Linked DNA regions of Mus musculus: regions 1 and 3 are each linked to region 2. A link is a contact called in public Hi-C and HiChIP or PLAC-seq data. All regions are on one chromosome and are shown on one strand. Each heading gives the region's core, a stretch centred on a gene start, on an enhancer-like site or on the middle of the called end of the contact. The rest is flanking DNA. Distances are from core to core; before and after follow the strand shown.

The links. A called contact is a pair of places that touch in the nucleus more often than the background predicts. HiChIP or PLAC-seq counts read pairs in DNA pulled down with a chosen protein or histone mark.
Region 1: a contact with region 2 is called in a Hi-C map of the N1E-115 cell line, with 4 times the contacts expected there. The contact joins the promoter of Srgap3 here to the promoter of Brpf1 in region 2. A contact is called at or near these places in 1 of 484 Hi-C or Micro-C datasets (the N1E-115 cell line) and 1 of 115 datasets of contacts at active chromatin or transcription factors (pancreatic cancer cells).
Region 3: a contact with region 2 is called in an HNF4G HiChIP or PLAC-seq map of pancreatic cancer cells. The contact joins the enhancer-like site here to the promoter of Brpf1 in region 2. A contact is called at or near these places in 5 of 39 promoter capture datasets (3T3-L1-derived adipocytes, the C10 cell line, the HPC-7 cell line and 2 more), 2 of 15 datasets of contacts at CTCF or cohesin (the NIH/3T3 cell line and large pre-B cells), 31 of 484 Hi-C or Micro-C datasets (the Ba/F3 cell line, the C2C12 cell line, ECoMG myeloid progenitors and 22 more), 14 of 115 datasets of contacts at active chromatin or transcription factors (the 230-238 cell line, the HPC-7 cell line, Th17 cells and 10 more) and 3 of 9 other capture datasets (adipose tissue, embryonic stem cells and liver).

Annotation. Positions count from the first base shown.
Region 1 is chr6:112,944,601-112,949,412 of GRCm38.p6, forward strand. Srgap3 (SLIT-ROBO Rho GTPase activating protein 3) reads right to left here and starts at 2,666. Exons shown (of 22, transcript NM_080448.4): 1 at 1,830-2,666. The coding sequence starts at 1,896.
Region 2 is chr6:113,304,469-113,309,019 of GRCm38.p6, forward strand. It overlaps Brpf1 (bromodomain and PHD finger containing, 1), which reads left to right and starts at 2,669. Exons shown (of 13, transcript NM_030178.2): 1 at 2,669-2,869. It overlaps Cpne9 (copine family member IX), which reads left to right. Exons shown (of 21, transcript NM_170673.3): 21 at 1-1,103. The coding sequence ends at 153.
Region 3 is chr6:113,022,167-113,026,433 of GRCm38.p6, forward strand. No RefSeq gene overlaps it. Among named protein-coding and RNA genes, the nearest start is that of Gm43868, 22 kb to the right of the region's middle. Within about 2 kb of position 2,820, at least 80 of the 459 cell types and tissues checked have an H3K27ac peak or open chromatin away from gene starts, as enhancers often do. A contact at or near this core is called in the C2C12 cell line, the HL-1 cell line, adipose tissue and 6 more, where this site is marked.

The DNA.
Region 1 (4,812 bases), core at 1,416-3,915, 360 kb before region 2:
TCATTCTCTTGTCTGTCAGAACATTTTTTTATGGGAATATCAATTTTTTTAAAGTAGTCAAGATAATCTCAACACACACACACATACAAACACATATGTAATATGTGTTATATATATATATATATGTTTTGAGAATATGTGTGTGTGTGTGTGTGTGTGTGTGTGTGTGTGTGTAAATTCACTCCCTAAAAAGTAAATATACAAAATTGAAAATTGGTTTTTGTTCTGACCGGCAGGATGAATCCCAGTCTCTGACAGCTAAAGGGCTTGTTTCTCAATTGACAGCAAGGCTGATACATTTAAGTCACTGTTTCTGACACTGAGCTGAAAACTAAGGAGGAGGCCCAGGGAATAGGAGAGATCTCTCTTCTTTAATCCCTGGGATCTACCCAGGGACGGTTAACATCCTGGCTGGGCCCACAACCAAAGACAAGGAAAACACAAAGCCCCTACCCCCACCCCATGCCTGTTCTCCAAAGCTTCCCCCCCCCAAATCAGAAGGTTGAAAGCAACACAGACAGGACAGACAGACAGCCTGAGGCTACTGATTTCCTGCGGTGTGGAGCCCTCAGGCAGCACAGAAACAGGCGTGGCATCCTCTGGTCACCAGAACCTCAAAGCAGCACCCTGCTCAACAGCCTCCAAACCAGGCCTCTCCACACCCACTGAAGATGCAGTGTGCCCACTCCGTGTGAGACCACAACACGCCCTGCGTCGCAGCAAGGAGAACCAAGGACTGGAAAGAAAATGGGTGCTCAGAGCCCCAGCTGCTTCTCTCCCCCACAGGCTCCGCAAAGGAGAAGCAGGGCAGGGAACCTTCAGCTCTCCTTGCTGAAGCTGTGCTTAGACAGCCCGAGGGTGCAGGAAGCCCACCGTCTGGCTCGAGGGCAGAGGCTGCTTGCCTTCTTTTAGCTGTGCAACTGGGGCCCTTCTCTTCCTCTCAGCTAGCAAGGATTTAGGGAGCAGCTTCTGCAAGAAGTATGGGTTCTATGCTACCAAAGCTGGAACCAGCACCCAAAGGGCATCTCACTCTCCTAGCAGGCAGACTTTCCCAGAACCACGGGAGCCAAGCGGCACCTACCAGTCCAAATCGTACACTGAGGTGTTGGCTTTTAACCAAAGCTGATGACCCGAAACACCGGTGTACAGAAGGACCAGGCTGCACGCTGGAAGATAATACATTTTCGGCACAGAACTCTCTCTTTATGCTTAAATGCCTGCATTAGTCTGGATCAATATGTCCCATAACAGTTAATCCATGGCAACTCAGACCAGGCAAGAAATGCTGACAAAGAAGGGCTACTTAAGGATGCGATGCACCCCCCCCACCCCCCCACCCCACCCCCACCCCCCGCAGCCCATACTCATGCATTTGAATTTCAGCCCAGAGAAGGCAGCAGAGGCAAAAACAACCACCCACAAAAGCCAAAAGAAGGGATGGGGAGAGCAGATCAAAAAATATATACATAAATAGCAAAGGGCTTTCTCGATGGGAGTGAGGGGGAGGAGGCCTTGACTGTCAAAATGGCCTTAGAGTGACATATCACTGCCAAGATGATGGAGTACCGGCGACACTCCTAAAGTCCCTTCCTCACACACCTGCAATGCAGAGATTTCTGCCCTTTCTGTAATTCACGCTCCCAGCCCAGGCACTATCTGCAGTGGGAGCCAGTCTGGACTTGTGCAGCCAGCACCCGGTCCTTCCTCCTTACAATAAGATTATTGCTGCATAGCAACTTCTCAAGAAGGCAGGGAGGCGAAGGAAGAGACAGCAGAGGGAGAGACAAGGGGACGGAGAGAAGGCAAAGTCCCTCGGCCCCACCACTCACCTTTTATTTGGGCTTCATATTCAGCAATGATCTCTTTGTCTTTCTTGAACTTAGTTTGAGATGACATCTTCCGACGTGGCAAAGAGAACTGACAGGCTGTTTGATCTATTTCTCCTTCTCTCTCCAAGTCCTCTCCCAAGCCTGGGTAATCACACAGCAATGGTCGATTTCACAGGTTTCAAGGGCTAATCTCTTTTACTTGGCTACAGAGCCCCGGGGTTGAAATCCTTCTTCTGGGAGGAAAATGCTCTCTGCTGGCAGGGAAATGGCTCTAGTGGCTTGCTCTGGTCAGCTCCTCTTGCAAAAGAAGTCACCCTGGGAGTACCATAACCTGCCCCAGATTTCCAGGATTTTTCTTCCAAAATAATAATAATAGCAGCCAAGAGCACACACAAACACACACACACACGTACACACACACACACAAACACATTCACGAGTGCACACACACGCTCACCCAGACACGCTTCCACGCAATTGTGCTGTGCACACACCCATCCACACCACAAGCGCGCGCATACACACACGCGCGCACACACACACACACACGCATACACACACACACCCTCACTCACACACACACACCCGCTTGCTCACTCATACACACACATCCACAAGAGGCGCGGCGCCTCCTGGGTCGTGTGGCCAGTCTCCGGTTCGCTTTGGAAGGCTCTGCTAAGGAAATGGTCAGGTTGCCAAAGGACCGGTCATCTCTCATCCTCCCTCCGGTCGATCGGCGCCTCGGGTCTGCTGGACGGTGAGGATCAAAACCAGGAGAGGGAGGTGGAAGTTTTCCCGGCTGTAGCGTTTTAGCTCCGCTGGACCCAGGGCTGGACTGCTCACCCTGCAGGGCTGGCTGAGCTCTCCCCCACCGCCCTCGTCACTAGACTCCGCCTCCCGGATTTTATAACAACTGACACATTGTAGCCTACAGGAGAGCTGAACTAGCTGCAAGCAAAAAGGGGAAGAAACGCTCACAAAAGGGAAGGCGGCAGGAGGGGGAAATCAGGTTGGGAAGGCCTGGGAGGCTCCTGCAAACTCGAGCTAGTAGTAGTTAGGCTGGAGATTTTCTAACAAACACAGAAAGATTCTTTTCTTTGCGTCGTGCTCAAACTAGCAACTATATGACGAGTTGTCACTCTGCCTGAGACTCTGGCAGAGTCTGATGCATGCAGGAGAGGCCACTATTTTTGAAAGAATTACTTGATAACAGGGACAGTGCCAGAGGTTTCAGCTTTGCAGAGAGATCTGGCAGACAGGGCTGCCTTCAGGCTCAGAGAAGGTGGGACAGCGCCATTCTGACTCCCTCGTCTTAGTTCCTTTACCAGTAAAATAAGCTCTCTTTGGAGACTCTTTAATGGACAATTTCAACAAATACATACAAAAAGCTTACTAAAGGGCCCACTGGCGTTATAAAGGCAAGAAGCACCATATGACAGTACAACAGAATTTAACTACACGCTGAATGATAGAATGGGTAAAAATGACAAGTGCTAAGAATTGAAAATATTACAGAGCGGGGGGATTCAAATGTAAAGAGCTTTTGGGAGATGGAGTATGAACAGAAACAGTTTGGCTCAGTACCTAGGTACACAGTAAGCTCCCTATAAATAGTAGCAACTATGGTAACCCCAGCATCCTAGGGGCTACATTATATATAAGTGGAAAATGACTTACCAGGGTGCCAGCATTCCAACCCAGACAACAAAACCCACCAGTAGTAAAGACTCAGTAGGAGTCTCCAGCATTTCATTAGAGAGTCCTAATTTCATTGGCATTTCAAATAGTTCAGTGTGGTAGGTCAAACTGGCATCAAGTACCATAGGATGCCTGATAATAAACTGTCATGAGAGTGTCTTGTCCCCCAAGAGTTCACTGAAAGAGACTTCCATAACTTTCTCAAACTAGGTACCACCTTCCACTTGTCCTTCTGGAATGGCCCAACATGTGATTTGGCTTGGGTTTAGAAATGAACAGGTTATCCGTACCAGCCTCTAAGGGCTCCCCAAGAGAGTATGCAGCTAGAACGGGTCTGGAGAGGTAGGTAAAGTGAGACAGGGTCCTCCCGCCTAGTGATCAGTGGGTGAGCACCAAGGGCTCAGTTGGGGAATGCACAGCAGCTGCCTGAGCAGTTCACCTGGTGAATCATAGGCTTATTATAGCTCTGGACACAGAAAGAGGAGGTTACAGAGTTCATAAGCAGATGCCACAGCCCACATCCTCCTGCCTCACCCTTCCCAGGGACATGTAGGCCCTCTGCTATGCAGAAGCCACAAGTGTCATTAGAGGAAGATATGCTCAGAGATTAACCTGCCTTAAGCCTAGATCCTCAGAGAAAAGTGGAGTTAGTGTCCTATGCCCTGGAATGTGAATATGCAGCTAACCAGATTCCTTCCTGTCTCTTCTAGGAGCCTGGAGCCAGGTGACTCTGACTGCTCTCTGTGGCCGCTGGGAGCAGGAACCCAGGAAACGGCCATTCTAGCCATGAGGAGAATTTTTAAACCACACATGCATGTCAGAGACGCATACAGCGCGCTGAGCCATGGGAATGTCCCAAGAAGCCATGAGACAATAAAGCGAGATGTGTCAGAGAATGCCTGTTGAACAGCAAGGGCTGGGTTTCTTTCTCAGAAGAAAGATGATTTAGAGTCTGGCCCAGCCACATCCCAGCTGTGTGGCCTCCATGTCGTCTCAGAACTTCAGTGTTCTCGCCTATCAAATGACAGTTCCACGGAGACCCCACCAAGGGGCCAAGCATCAGAGCTGTGGCGTTCACAGACACTGGGGACAAAAGCAGGTCAAAAAGGAAGAAGAAAAGAGGGGAGAGAAGGGAAGACTCGGACAGCCACAAAGTTGTCACCAATGGAGGAACCTATATTGTCTCAAATCCTCTGTTCCTGGGAAGAGGTCAGCAGCCTAGGCAGGGCCCCTGCACTGTGGCCTCATCTTGTCCCTTCCAACCTTCCCCACAGCTCACTGAGGT
Region 2 (4,551 bases), core at 1,419-3,918:
GGGAACCAGGTGCTGAGCATGGCCCGACTGGCCAAGGATGTACTAGCTGAGATTCCTGAACAGTTGCTCTCCTATATGCGCACCAGGGACATCCAGCCTCGACCTCCTCCCCCTGCGAGCCCCAACCCAACCCCAGCCCCAGAACAGCCCTGAGGACTTCACATAGCCAATGCTTAGCAGTCTGCTTACCTGTCTACCCACTGCTGGAAGTTAAAGGCACCTGGAGCTCTGAACCTGACCAGGAGGGCCATCTAGGTTGATCAGTGCTGGCTGACAAGCTTTTTGCCCCCTGACTTCAGAAAGGCTTGGCATGATCACCACCTACCGCCTCATGACAACAATAAAGCTCATCTTACGCAGTCTCTGTCTCATGGGTGTTGGAGAGGGAGACTGAGGGACCCAGAGCCTGGGGTCACATCAAGAGTGAGGGAGTAATGATAACTTCAGTGAGGTTAACATCCATCCTAATGCACTCATCCAGTCACTTCTATATAAAATTTCAAATATTGTAAGAAAACGTGTGGGCTGGTGAGATGGCTCAGTGGCTAAGAGAACTGACTGCCCTTCCAAAGGTCCTGAGTTCAAATCCCAGCAACCACACTGTGGTTCACAACCACCATTAATGAGATTTGATACCCTCTTCTTGTGTGTCTGAAGACAGCTACAGTGTACTTATATATAATAATAAATAAATTTTTGGGCCGGAGCAAGCAAGATCTGAGCAAGCAGGGTTGATCAGAGCGAGCAGAGGTCCTAAAATTCAATTTCCAACAACCACATGAAGGTTCAGGTGTACAGCTACTGTGTACTCATCTGTACAGCTACAGTGTACTCACATACATAAAATAAATAAATAAATCTTTAAGAAAACTTGTTATACATACTTGAACACTTTTTTCCTCAGGACAGACCCATAGCTTTCATGAGATTTTCTAAAAGGTTCTTCACCCCAAAAGAGCTAGCTTTAAGACAACTGTGAGGTCCTAGTGGTACAAGCCTGTAATCACAAGTTCAAGGCCAGTGTAGGCAACTTATCTGGACTTTGTCATTAAAAAAAAAAGTTTTGTTTTGTTTTTTAATAAAAAAGAAACGGCTGTTGTGATATATCCCTGTCCTTGTGTGTGCAAAGCCTTCAATAATGAAAAAAAGCTGTATAACTTCTTTGATTCATTTATTTTGGTTGTTTTGTTTAGATAGGGTCTTGCTGTATGGCTCAGCCTGACCTGGAACTCATAAGCAGTTGGAGCAATCCTAATTCAATCCTCTTGAGTGCTGCGATTACTGGTTTATTCTGAATTTTCTGGATGAGTATAATAGCTTGTATTTTCTTTGTGCATGCGAATCTTATACAACAGACACTGTATTAGGCAATTTACAGTCTTCAACTCTCTTAATCCTTATCATAACCCCGGGACAGAGGGACTATATATTATCCCCATTTAATAATGAGAAACTCCGCTGCAATAAGCCATTTCTTTATAGAAACCACCGATTTTACGCCAGACCCCCCCTTTTGACCAGGAAACAACTTGGAGTGCTGGTTTTATTGGCATTTCTCGGGGGAAACGTGTCATAAGAAAACGTGCACTTTAGGGAGCTGAATACCAAGTCCGCATGAAAATAAACCGCGTTCTCAGTGACTCTAGCATCTTGGAAGACTATCATACTCTTCAGTGACAAAACTACAAGCACTGCTTGACAATGATGATCCCTGACATCCAAATTCTCTGAAACCCCCAGGAACTGACAGAATTTTCGAGTTCCAGGTTTACAATTGAAGAACCCAAAGAAGAATTTCCCACGATCACACTTGAGGTGTCAGTCATATTCAATGGGCTGTGTGTTTTGATACCGTCTTCCAATCAGCTACCGGTAACCTTGTAGTCCAGCGCTGCCAATCTGAGTCCTACAGTTTTACTGGAATGCACTGGAACCTCCCCAAACTCAGTTCCCTCATTAGGGCCACGCCTCGTCACCCTTCAGTCTCACATTTCAGCGGAAGCCCCGCCCCTTACGTTCCTAAGTCCCGCCCTTACCCTGCAGCACTGTGGTGCGCTTTCCCAGCTGTAGCTTCATCCCTAGTTTAGCTCCACCTTCCAGGCTTACCCAAAGCTCCGCCCTTCGTTACTTGGGCCCCTCGGGCCCACTCTTCCGGCTGCGGTCGTCGCATCAGGGCACCGCTTTCCCGCAGCTCCACCCCCTAAACACAAGCCCCTCCCGCGCCGGCCTAGTCTTCCCACGTCGCCCCGCCCCTGACCATATCTGCGGGCCTCTGCGGCTCCCTTGCGTTCGTCCGGCTCTAGGCCCTGCCCTCAACTCCGCCCCACCCGGCGCTCCCGCCCCGTTCCTCCCAGTCGCCTTCCTCGGAGACCAAGGCCAGGTCCCTACCGCAGCAGTCGCGCCAGCAGGAGGGAGGGAGCAGGCGGCGGCAGAGGGGGAGGGGAGAAGGGCGGGCTCCTCACGCCCAGCCTCGCGCTGCCTGTCCGTAGTCGCAGATTCGCCACAAACGGCCCGAGGACTCAGACTCCCCAAAACTGAGCTTTCGCTCGCCAGAAACTCCACTTAGAACATGGAGGCGCTTGCTGAGCCCTTTAAGGTGTCCAGAGATCTTTTTCAGACCGACAGGTTGGTCTCAAGCTCCTCAGTAGACCGGCGAGGAACCGTGGCGAAAGTGCGTCTATACAGCGCCACGGGACCACGTTTACCCTGGCGGACGCCGTCGCCGTCGCTGCTGCTGCCGCCGCTGCCACAGCCTTTGCCGCCACGGTCTCGCCGCTGCTGTTCCTGTGCCGCCTCCAGGAGCCCCCCCATTGTCCCGGCGGCACCGGGTTCCCAGGCCAGAAGATCCAAAAGCTCGGGAAACGCGAAGGTGCTTGCGGAATTGCGACGCTGGGGCACCGGCGGGACCAGGAGTGGCAGGGGTCAGCGCGGGAAGCCGGGGGAGCCGGGCCAGAGAGTGCGGGGCAGGAGCCGGGGCGGCCAGCTTCGCTTCCGAGAGTTCGGGTTTCCCCTTCTCGGCCCGTCTCTCATCGCCGGCCTCCCACACGGGGTTGGAGCCCCGGCGGGCGCCCCCGGCGATGAGCCCAGACTGGAGGTGGCCGGTGAGTACGGGCCGGGGCCGGGAGGTAGTGCCAGTGGAGAAGGGGCAGCCCTGGCGAGGCGCCTTAGGCTCCTCCTGAGCCCCTGGAGCAGGGAGAATTGACATGCCATTCGTTCGTGGGGAGCGTCCGCGGCAGCAGTGTTCCCTTTGAGGCTGCCTGGGCCAGAGGCAGAAGGGAAACCTTGTTTGACTTGTTACACTTTGACAAAAGGGAAGCGGCGCAGCATCCGGGAGATTGGGCTCTAGCCCCGCGGGCCTTGTCCCACCCCTTACCCCTTACTTCCTTCTGCTCCTGGAGTTCCCGGGAGTAGGTGCTTCCGCCATATCCAAGGGCCCCAGGGCTTTCAGAGCTAAGTTCTGGACACCTTCGTGCCTCTGACGCCAGGTCCCTTGGGGCACTGTGCTAGTTCGGGAACCAGGGCAGCAAAGCCAGAACGGCAGCGTTCACCAGGGACCCGGCTTGGAAAGTGTTGAGCTTGTTTGTACCTATAATTGGTTTTGTGTTTAAAGGCACAGCAGCAGGTAGGAAATAGAAGTGAGTTGGAATTGAATGTGTAGCTTGGCTGACTTGCTGTCGATAGATGGACGAGAGCTGCCCATTCTTGTAGTTAAGCCTCAGGAGAAGGAAGGAAAGGCTGAGAGTTAGTGTTTGTCAGGGAGGTTAGGCAGGCCCTGCATTGGTGGTCCTAGGCACTAGTTCAAACTAGTCCTGAGAGAAATTGGAGCGGTACCAGACTAAGCTGGGCTCCCTGGGGTTTGGTGCCATCTGCTGTCTCTACTCACCCAGAAACTGAGGTGGGGGAGGGTTAGCCTTTGAGAACCTTGGAACATAATGCCTAGATTTTTGTGATCATGTTTGTGTCCTGGCATTCAGTAGGCCCTGAGTTAATGTTGCATGAATCAGTAAATGAGGAAACCAAGTGTAGCCTGTGCCGTTTGTCCTGCGGAAATGACCATTTCACAAGGTTTCTCCCTATATCTCCCCACCCAGTTCCAGGGTGAGGTTCCCCATTAAGACTTCAGCGATGCACTGATTGTGTAGTTCAATGGTTTCTGTTGGAATCTAGGACTCAGTCATTGGCCACTCACTCAGGCATACAATAAGCAACGTTTAATGCGTAATCTGATCTTCCTCAACTCCTAATCTGGTGGTCTTCTCATTCAGCTATTCACAGGTTTCATGGTATTTGCCCAGGCTTGGGAGTCCAATGCATGCTAGGAACTGGGGATTTAGAAGTAAATAGGTCTGGTATTTACTGAAGATCTCCTAGTAGAATGGGAGAAAACCAGAAAATGTCACACTGGAGGTGAGAATAAAATGCCACGGGAACAGCTTTTCCTTGAGAGAGTGAAAAAAAGTCATAATAAAAGTGTCATTTGGCCGGGCGTGGTGGCTCACGCCTTTAATCCCAGCACTTGGGAGGCAGAGGCAGGCGGATTTCTGAGTTCGA
Region 3 (4,267 bases), core at 1,570-4,069, 280 kb before region 2:
CTTGGCTTCACACTGGCTCATCCTGCAATTCTTTTTTCAACGTAGTCAAGAATTTGTTTATTGGCGGTCTCTACGGGGAAAACTCCTCAGGCTACAGTACTGGTACAGTACTGGGCTAAGTCCCCTCATTACCAATGACTGACTTGATCTTAGCCTGCCAAAGCTGCTAGAACCCGGGCTTTTGCCATAAAAACTGTAGTTACACAAGGATTCTGCTGATTCTATCAGTTAGCTATTGCTGTGTAACAAATTACCCTACAACATAAGAGCTGATATCAAAATAGTATGTTATTTCTGAAGGGACCCTGGCCAGCCCAAGGATGGAGAGCACGGCTCTGGCAGACCTTGCCCTTTCCCCCCATTCCCTCTGCCTTACTAAAACTGACTTGGGAACTTACTAAAATCACATTCCTAAAGCCAGCCCCCAAGGTCCATTCCCTTATTTCTCTCTCTCCATTTCCTCCTCCTGAGGCTGACTACCAAAGTCCAGCTATCGAAGTATTGAAGTCCAGCAATCAAAAGCCCCCTCTGGCTCACCTAATTGGCATACCCAATTAAAGTTAAACACCTCATCCTAACAAGGGGTTTCTCCTTGTACCTTTATAAACTGCCAATTTCCTATTTGCCTAGTTTGTATCCTTTCTACCCAGAGGCAGCCCTTTGTCCCCTGGAGACAAATATCCCTCCCCCTTCTCCCTTGTTTCCTTCCTGTTCTCCCTTGTCCTCTATCTCCTATGTCTGTCTCTGAGTCCCTGCCTTCTGTCCTTCTGGGACAAAGAAATCTCCTTTGTGCTGAGAATTTGGTCTTGGACCAGGTCCTGAGTCAATATTTTTTCTTTCACTTTCCACTATTTTACTAGTTGCTTAGATAGTTTTTCTGTATTAATTGATATTACTACCTTCATTTGGAAGGTTTACTGGAACCTAGGCTTTTTTTATGGTGTTATCTATTTGTTTGTTTATTAATTACTGAAACACTGTAGGCAAGGGTGACTTCCTACTTGCATTGTAGCCATGGATGACTGTGAACTCCTGAACCTCCTGCCTTTACTTCCCAAGTGCTGGTATTCCAGGAGTGTACCACTATATCCATTTTATGCTGGGCTAGGGATAAAACCTAGGGTTTCTAGTATGCTACACAGACACTCTGCCAACTGAGCTACAATCCCAGACCTATGTATAAATAAATCTCTGATCTTTTTTTTTTTTTTTTTTAAAGATTTATTTATTTATTATATGTAAGTACACTGTAGCTGTCTTCAGACACCAGAAGAGGGAGTCAGATCTCATTACAGATGGTTGTGAGCCACCATGTGGTTGCTGGGATTTGAACTCTGGACCTTCGGAAGAGCAGTCGGGTGCTCTTACCCACTGAGCCATCTCACCAGCCCTAAATCTCTGATCTTAAAAGATTACTTTTTAACAGAAAGCATTGCTTTGAACTGACTCAATGGTTAAAGGCACATGCCATCAAGCCTGGCCACCAATTGGTAGCTACTATGCAGAGTAATGCTTTCAGCTACTCCTTTAATGTGCATAAGATCAGGTTTTCCTCAGTCCACAGAGTGACCTGGGCCCCTGATCCTTGTAAACAGAGCCTCTCAAGGTGAGACCCCAAGACCAGCAGCACCTGAGAACTGTTAGAAATGCAAATTATTGGGCCCCACCCCAAATCTATTGATATAGACAACTGAGGACGGGGTTCAGGCATCAGGACTACCTGGGCTGATTCTAAACTATGTTTATCTCCTGGAAACACTTGGAGAACTTAGTCGATTACCAATGCCAGAGCCCCACTCTCAGAGAATCTGACTTACATACCCTGGGTGCTGCAATCCCTGCAAGATCTTAAGTGCTCTGCAATTGACTCTAAGCTGCAGTGATTGGACTTCACTTGGACCTTGAGTTCAAGGTTGAATGCAAGGAAGTTAGGAAGCTAGGGATGTCCCAGGGGGAAAGTACAGAGAGATTTAAAGGCTAGGAAACACCCAACTCCCCATCCCATCCCCGTGCCCCAGTGCTGTGAATCTAACTCAAGGCCTCCCACAGGCTACTCAAGGCCTGAGTTACATCCCAGCCAGAGATTCATTCTTGCAACAGCTCATTTCCAGTTATCTTCCATAGGGCACAGTGGAAGTTACATCTTGATAAATCCATCTTAAGGTCAAACAATCACAAGCCTAATTCTCATAAACCTGAGACAGTCTATGTGTGTATACACACTCACAAGAATTAGCTTGCATGATCACCAAGGGTCAGGATCTGCAAGGTGAGGGCCAGGGAGATGGCTCAGCATGCAAGACTAATGACCTGAGTATAATCTTAGAATCCTTATAAAGATGGAAGCAGAGAACCGCTCCACACAGCTGTCCTCAAACTTCCACATGCATGCTGTAGCATGCACACCTGCACCAAAAAAAACAAAAAACAAAAAAAAAAAAAAAACCGCACAATAATGATAAATAATAAAAGATCTGTATGGGGAGTTGGAGGCCCAAGAAAAAAAGATGTTCAGAGAGAAAAAAAAAAAGAAGAAAAAAAAAATCCCAGTCCAAAGGTAGCCAGGCAAGTAAAGTCGTCTGTTAGTCTCTTTGTTCAGTTTAGGTAGAAGGATATGATTTACTACGTAGACCAGTTTCAATGCTAATAATATCTAGAAACATACCTCAAATAACGGCTGAACAAATATTTAGGCATTCCATGGCCCAGTCAAGCTGACACATAAAATTAATCATCACAGGGAGTATGGCCTTGGATTGGTGGACCAGGGTTTCCCAAACGCTGTGCATGAGGATCTAGGCCAGTGAAATTCTCTACCGAAAAGGCCTCTGTGAAAGCACAAGTCTTGAGGAAGGCTGTGTAATAAGGCACATTAACATATCAAAGCTATGAATCATCCCTCGGGAAAGAAGTGACTCACAACTTTCTCAGCGTTAGCGTTTGATCCCAGCATCTGTTTTTTACTTAACACCTATTCATTTCCCACGGAACTAAAGTGTTGCACAGCACATATTGGGAAATGCTATGCCAAGCCATGAGAAGATAACACAGACTTGGAACGTGGGTTGGAGCATGATGTTTTAGAGGAATCTGACGGTAGTCTACGGTGATATTAAAGAGTCTAGATACAAAGAGCCCAGCCGTATCTGAAGTGATAGAGGCTGTTCTTAAGTGGGAAGGGGGGAGAAAAGGAATATGATGAGATATGTAATGGAAAAGTATTTGAATATATAGTTCATAAAGAGAAAAGAATAATAGAAAATCCCAAACTTTGGAGCCTATGAAATGAAAGAATAAATAGCCACAGATGGGGGTGGGGAAGGAAAGAAAATCTGGTTTGGGGACAAAGGCATGGCATATTAGGCTAGGGGTGTAGCTTAGTGGTGGAGTATGTGCCTATCTGAGGGAGGCCCTGAATTTGACCCCAACATCCCCAACATACATGCACAGCTGCACACATGCACACATACAAGATATGTTCAATTTTTGATGTGCAGTTTTAGGGTCACAGTAGACAGGGGGCTATAAGAAATGCAGCAGTTATCTGAATTCTGAGATTTTGTCTGTAAGACATTGAAATGATTCACCAGCTTAGGACTCATCAGCACAGAGTCAGAAACTAAGTCACCTTTACCCTCTTTCCTTCAACCAGAACAATCCCTTCTCTTTTGAAAAGGCCATGCTTTTTAAGCCAGTCTCGGGGCCTCTTGTGAATTGTACAAAGAAGCTTTCTAATACATCCCTGTGTACTGTGGCAGTAGGAAGCACTACCCTTCAATGAAGGAAGCCTCCGGCTCCATGTATGCAGCCCATGTTGATTGTGGACAGAAACATTAACTCTTCCTGTTGCGTGTAAAAACAGAACATTCACTTCGGGAAACCTCAAAGCTCTGGGTACCTAAAACCATCAGCTTTCAGATGGACTTTATAAACTAAAACAAAGCCTTGCCACCTTCTCAATGGACTAATAAGGACATGCAGGGCGTCACTCTCAATCAGTTCAGTGAGTCCTCCCCGTGTGCCTTCTGTGTGCATGGCCATAGTGGTCCAAGGCCTTTCCCCTCCTCCATTCTGCTCTGTCTGAATCCGAGCTGTGCCCTGCTTCCCCACCAGCTGTCTGAATTCTGATCAACTTGTTTAATTACTTTGGGCCTTGGCTTCCTTATTTATGAAAATGTCTTTTTTATTATTTATGTATGCATTTCTGCAACAAATGCTCCTGAGCTCCTACCTCGAGCCCCTACTTATGCTAGGCAGGGTGACCTCT